Regions from separate parts of the Rattus norvegicus genome. Here region 2 is linked to region 1. A link is a contact called in public Hi-C data. All regions are on one chromosome and are shown on one strand. The core of a region is the stretch at or near the end of the contact, and the rest is flanking DNA. Distances in the headings are between cores, read along the strand shown.

The links. Hi-C and Micro-C count contacts between places; a contact is called where the count stands out from the background.
Region 2: a Hi-C map of the A7r5 cell line shows a contact between it and region 1, with 4 times the contacts expected there. The contact joins the enhancer-like site here to the promoter of Negr1 in region 1. A contact is called at or near these places in 6 of 12 Hi-C or Micro-C datasets (the A7r5 cell line, Schwann cells, frontal cortex and 3 more) and 1 of 1 datasets of contacts at active chromatin or transcription factors (oligodendrocytes).

Annotation. Positions count from the first base shown.
Region 1 is chr2:248,281,851-248,285,078 of GRCr8, forward strand. Negr1 (neuronal growth regulator 1) reads left to right here and starts at 1,626. Exons shown (of 7, transcript NM_021682.2): 1 at 1,626-1,870. The coding sequence starts at 1,713.
Region 2 is chr2:248,362,393-248,365,633 of GRCr8, forward strand. The region is part of intron 1 of Negr1 (neuronal growth regulator 1); the gene reads left to right. Among named protein-coding and RNA genes, the nearest start is that of Negr1, 81 kb to the left of the region's middle. Within about 2 kb of position 1,344, at least 1 of the 93 cell types and tissues checked has an H3K27ac peak or open chromatin away from gene starts, as enhancers often do. A contact at or near this core is called in the A7r5 cell line, where this site is marked.

The DNA of each region.
Region 1 (3,228 bases), core at 376-2,875:
CCAGCTTCCCAAACTCTTCACGGGCACTGGAACCGCTGTTCTGGATTCAGATTCTCTCATTGATTTGCAAATCGCCTGGAAGAGCTCTAGGATCTTAATGCTAAAAATGAGTGCCAGAAGGGGGCGGAGTGGGGGGGGGGGGAGAGTGGACTATGGGATGACCCTGTGCTTTGTACCCAGTTTTGCCTTGACCTGGGCGTCGGCTAGCAGACGGCCAGGGCACTGCTTGCAGCTTGAGGGGTTGAGGTTACTGCTCAAAGGAGGCAGGTTCAACCCAGCTGGTAGTCGGTGAAAAAAAAAATAATACACAGGGACTCCTTAAAGCCGAGGAATGCCTTGGCTTCAACCTAATGCGCGAGTCTTCCGCCCAATAGGCTCAAATGGGTTAAACTGCCTCTTACATAACAGAACCGCCTAGCTCCACACAATTAAAACACTGATTGCAGCCTCCTCCAACTCTGCATCCCAGCAAGGCCCGCCCATCCCTCCCATTGCGCCTGCGTGTCGCGCGCTCCCGGGCCCCGCACGCGCCCTGTACACTGTCTCCCTCTCACAAGTGCACACTCTGTGCTGACACCACACGCTCACACACACTCATGCGCAAGTTAGAATCAAGACGCACAGAGAAGGGCAGGCGTTCTCCAGTTCGCACAGGCGGACTCACACACGCACTAGCTTTCGGTCCGCAGGCCTGAATAGTGTTCCCGCAGAGCGGCAGTGCTGCCACAATCCCCGCTCATCTCCAAAAGAGGGTGAAAAGACATAAGCACTGTAAAGAAAAATAAGGAAGGGAGGGGAGGATAGAGAGAGGGGAGAGAGAGAGAGAGAGAGAGAGAGAGAGAGAGAGAGAGAGAGAGAGAGAGAGAGAGAGAGAGAGAGAGAGAGAGAGAGAGAGGCTAGCTGGCAGTTTCTTAACAGCGCTACTAGCTAGTCAGGATTAAAAAAAAAAAAACCCATACAACAAGACAACAACAACAAAAAAGCCAACTCACTCACAGTCTTGGGCGTCATGATGGCGCCGACCCCAACTTGAGCACTTTAAAGTCGGGGGCCCGGGGAGCTGAAAGAACCGGAGGGCCGGCCTGGCCCCCATGCCCTGACTTCCCAGCCCCGCGGCTCGCAAAGCTCTCTAGCTCGTGCTGTCAAGCCGGACTAGACCTCGGCGTATCCTCAGTCGCCCTAGCTTCCCTGTCCCTCTCCTTCCCTCTTTTTGATGTATCTCTTTCGCTTCTCGGCCCCCCTCCCAGCTTGGTCCTCCATCCCCGGGCGGGGTTGCTACGGAAACGGCCGCTTGGCAACGCGCGCGAGCCCGGGGGCCGCCGGCCGCTGCTGCGCCCCGCGCTGCCTGCGCCGCCTCCCGCGCTCTGCTCGCCGCCTCGCAGGACGGTGTGCGGCCGCCAGGGATTAGCTACGCTCCGGACGCGGCCCGGCGCCCCGAAGGAGGTGGAGCGCGGTGCCAGGGGGCGGGAGGGGAGGGAGGGAAGGCAAGCTGCAGAGAAGCAGAAAGGAGGCGAGGCCGGGGAAAGAGGGAAACTACGCCCGACAACTAGGGAGGGGGCGAGAAAGAGAAGAAACCCACCCACCCACTCAGAAAAAGGAAAAGAGGAAAAAAAATCTCGTGTGGCGCGCCGCCTGGTTATCGGGCAGCCTCGCCAGCAGCAGGGGGTGGGAGCCGACGCTGCCGGAGAGCGAGCAGCCTGGCAGGCACGGACATGGTGCTCCTGGCGCAGGGCGCTTGTTGCTCGAACCAGTGGCTGGCGGCGGTGCTTCTGAGCCTGTGCTCTTGCCTCCCGGCTGGGCAGAGCGTGGACTTCCCCTGGGCGGCCGTGGACAACATGCTGGTGAGGAAAGGTGACACGGCGGTGCTCAGGTAGGGACCGCGCGCCCTCTCCACACTTGCCTCAGTCTGTCTTTCCGTCCCTTTCCCTCTCTGCACCTTGCTTTACTGCGAGCGTGAATCCTGCTGTTGCTCACGAGCAAAAACACCACACCTCAGGCTAGCCACGCATGACCCTTCCCGGGCTCCCGGACCCCGGGGCAGGGGACTGGTTGGATTAGGGAGAGAGGGAAAGCTTTCTAGGCTGCCCGGGGTTAGGGAGTATGGGGTTTGAAGGAGGGGCAGGTGCCACTTTGTAGCTGGGTCTCCGCTCTGCTGCCAGCAGTACTCCAGGAGTCTGACAAGTTTACAGGGCTTGTTTCTGCTTCACTCCGTAAGCGACTTTTCTCAACTGCTGGCTCTGTGCTCCATTTATTTTCCCTCTCACTTGAACAGTAAGATCCAAATATTCCATTCAGCTTTCTCCCCCTCTTGTAGCTATTCTCCTTCCTTGTTTTTCTCTTCCTCCTTCCCCTATCCAGTTTGTCCAACTCCCTCTTCAGTCACCCCATTGCCTCCTGTCTCCTGTTTACCCCTATTCTATTCCTTTTCCACTGTTTTGCCCTCACCTTAGGTCCTGTCATTCCTTATTCCCCGTTTCTCCAGATTTCCCTTTCCACTAATTTTTGTTCCTCACCATAGCCCCGGTCTTCCCCTCCCAGACCCTCATCTGTCTTTAGCTTTGCCTCCCATGCACTTTTCTGTCACACCCACACTGAAGGTCCAGTACCATTTTCAAATCCCATAAATCTCGATTTTATGAGCACACTCCCTCTCAGCTCTTCTGTCCTCTCACACACTGGCACTTCCCTCCTGTAAGGAACACTTCACACTCAGATTCTCCCTCAGTGTTTAAAGGGTGAACTCCACACTCACCACACACGTGAACGCCCCCGCCCCACACACTTCCCTTCCTCTTCTCTCTTTAGTTTTCCCTCTTGTTTTCCTCTATTTTCACTGAGCTGAGCGTGTGGACAGAGTGTTTGTCGTGAAAGGACCCACCCCCCAACCTGTTTTCCCAGAAAGCACACTGCTAAGTGTGCCCAGGGAAGATTTCCTTTCCAATTAGATATAAATTGATGACCAGTAATACTTAAGAGCTAAACAGGGTTCCCTGCCCTGCCTTACTCCTTCACTTCCCATAGAACCACCTACCCCTCCCAACCTGGTTTGCTTTGCCAATCTCCCTGAAAGATCTTCGCTCTCTCCACTGGGTGGTAGTTTGCTTATGAGTACAGATTACATGAAGCCAGTATAATACATGCATGTCTAAGGTGGGGAAGAATGCTTATTTATGATTGAAGCAGGCAACGTTTTAAATTTAATGATGTAGGTTTGAGGTATGACTTAAA
Region 2 (3,241 bases), core at 94-2,593, 80 kb after region 1:
CTCTAGGCCCAATCTACCCACACATCCCCTCTTCTGTGCCAACTTGGTGTCCATATCAGACTGAGAAATGATAAAAGAAGCCCACATACCCAGATCTCATCCTAAAGATACGAAGAATGGAAAATTCAAGCCAGTGTCTCCTCTCCGAAGCTCTCTGTCTGGTAGGAATATTTTCCAGTGAGGATTACCTAGGTGAACACCAGGACACAGAATTTTACAAGACAGACACATGGTCAAAGAGTTCAAGGAGTTTAAAGAAAATGCAAAGAAAGAGCACACTGAAATCGGGATAGAGCTCAGGGCAGGGGTAGGGTGGGATGAATAGCTGAGTGACGCCCATAAGAATGCAAAATTAAGGCTGATGGACAAACCTTTTCATTATATGCATAGATGAGGGAGAGGATTCCCAGGTCAGAGGTATACACCAGATCTTCAAGGAGATCAGAGAAGAAAATGTCCCCAAACATAGGAAAGACACCCACATAGACACACAAGGCACACAGAACATGTAATAGACAACACCAGAAGAGAAAATTCCCACAGTGTGTCATAGTTACATAGTTACATAAACACTAGTATACAGGGTGAAGAAAGTGTGCTGAGAGCTGTAACAAAACACCAATTCTGTATCCGCAGTGTGGAAGTCAAGGTGCTGTACAAAGTAGGACTTTTGACCGAGTGGGAACCATCCCATCATGCAAGGTGGAGTCTCCACGCATTTGTGAAAAGCTCAGTCTGAGGAGACCTGTAGGTCAGGAGAAGGACCCGGGGAAACTCCACACTGCTCTTACCTGGCAGTGCCCCATCTTTTGTAACAGCAGTAATAGGTGCAATGTCTGAAGCTTAATTAGTATTTTAGTTTCCTAAGAGAAATATTATTCTCCTTACCGAATCGCTGCTAGGAAATGTCTCTTGGAGACGTATGTGTATGCCCTCCTAGACTGTAATTTACATTTTTTAAAATTTGCAATTAGCACTATCATTACCTTTTATTTGGGGGAGGTATACCGAATCAGTTCTCTTAAAATTTTAAGAAGGAAAAAGAATCCATATTTTGTAATGCTCTGTTTAAGCTTTATGATACCGAGATATGTCTCACTGTCTGCCAAAACCACTCTTTCACAGTGGATTAATTGTTCTTTGTTTCTGAGTACATTTTTGCCACCACTGGTGGGAGTCTCTTTCGTGACTTTTACAATCTTGGTTCAGAAAATTAAAGAAACTTGTATGCTGCCGCAGCCATTCAGGGCTAATACATCTTGTTGCGCGTGACTGAGGACAAGTGCCCTCCAGATTAAATTTTTCTGCTCAGCACCCAGCATTTTCATAAAATATAGTCCTCACACTGCTCCACAAATATCCCAAGCATGTGGTTTAATTTAAACCAACATGCTTGAGTCACCCATTTAAATAAAATATTTGTAGTGCTCCAAAACCATTTTATAAATGCACCTTCTCAAAATAAAACAAGCAAACTCTATAATTTCGAGTGTCATAAAGTCATATCTGCACTGACTGATAAGCAGAGCAATCTTCACGGAGGATTTCCCAAGAAACCACAGGGCTGGATAGTGGCTCCTGAAAATTGGCAGAGGAGGAGAGCCTCTGGCCTGTGTCACCAGTTACTGTGGGGGTTGCCTGGGGCCTCCTCATGCCCCATCTCCTATGACCAAGGCAGTCTGAGATGCGAGATATGAAAAAGGTGAAAAGGTCCTTTCTCCGGTGTTATTCTTTTTAAAGGTGGCCTTTGCCTCTTATTGTGAAAGAAAATTCTTTATAAAATGATCTTCTGAATGTGAGTCAGGGTGTAATCAGAAGAAAAGAGGATGCTAGAACCCCCTTTAGAGATGTTTCTTGTATAGTGTTTGTATGCAGGTATCATGGTTCTTTCTTACTGGAAGAGGCAGGGAGGGAGTTCCTGCTCCCTGTGATGACCAAAACCAACCACGGAGAACAGCTGCACTCCCAGCTCCTTTTTCTTCTTCCCCTCCTAGCCCTTCCCCTCTCTTTCTTATCTTTTCTTCTGGTTTTCATGTTCTGGTCTCAACAGAATAGTTGAAAGACAGAAATTTTATTTTAAGATCTCATTATTGAACTTTCAGCCACAGAGAAAAATTTTGTGAGCTAAAAAGGAACATATGGCCTTAGACAAGGCTCAGAGGGTGAAGACTCCAGGCTCGTAAGTCTGAAGCATTGTCCATACAGCCCATGTGGTAGAAGGAGAGACCCAGCCCCTGAGTGTTGTCCTCTGACCTCTACTCACCCTGTGGTATGTGTATGTGCACTTGGACACACACATACAAACAAACACATAATAAAGTGTAATAAAAACTTGTGAAGACTTAAAAACAGCTTACATAAAAGTTTAAAGCAAATGAACCTATATGTTGATGGTGTATGTGCTTGTTACTAAAACCGTCTGAAGTGGATGCAGGAATGCTGTCACCACAAGTTGTGAGAGACATATCGCGCGTCAGGTATGGGGAGCCTGCGTGTGTGTCGATGATTTGAGAAGACCACTGCAAACACTCTGTAGGCAGAATGGTTTACGGAGTCATCGCATCAAACCTCTACTCTTACTTTACAAGCCATTTCTCTTAAAATGACGAGAAAGCTATACCGTTAATCAATCCAGTTTTAAACACGGAAATATAAAAGCCAAGAAGCAGATTAATGTAATGAGATAGACAAGGTGTAGAATCATTTATTCAGACATGGTTATGTCTGAAAATGGAAGTCACATGTCTTATTTGCATGTAGGTTATTTGGTTGCTGTGCCTGTTTTCTTTATCAGTAAAATATTCTAGATAATTACTAGACTGAGTCAAAAGGAAATGTTTTCTTAATGCTAGAATATAGTGGAAGAAACCTGTGGGGATTAGCAAAGCTGGAAAGTGTGGAGGGAGTGAACATGTAGTACACATTTCAACTGTGGACCCTGAAGTCTCAGGTAGGGCTGTTACATCAGGTGACTGAATGTTGCTTCCTTTCTGTCCCTCCTCTCCCATGGGCCACAGCATTTGCTTATGAGCCTCTGTCACTTTTCTCTGCTGAATGGAAGATTCATCAAATGGAGGAATGCCAGTTAGGTGGCACAAAGCCTGCTTTTCTGTATGTGATCGCCTATAGAGTCACCAACCCAGCCAGTGATCAGTCACTGAGTAGTTGTTACTGGCCTTTGTCGGGGAGGTGTGTAGTCAGACCTGCAGAAAGAATGTGATCCTTCTATGGAGTAGTTCAT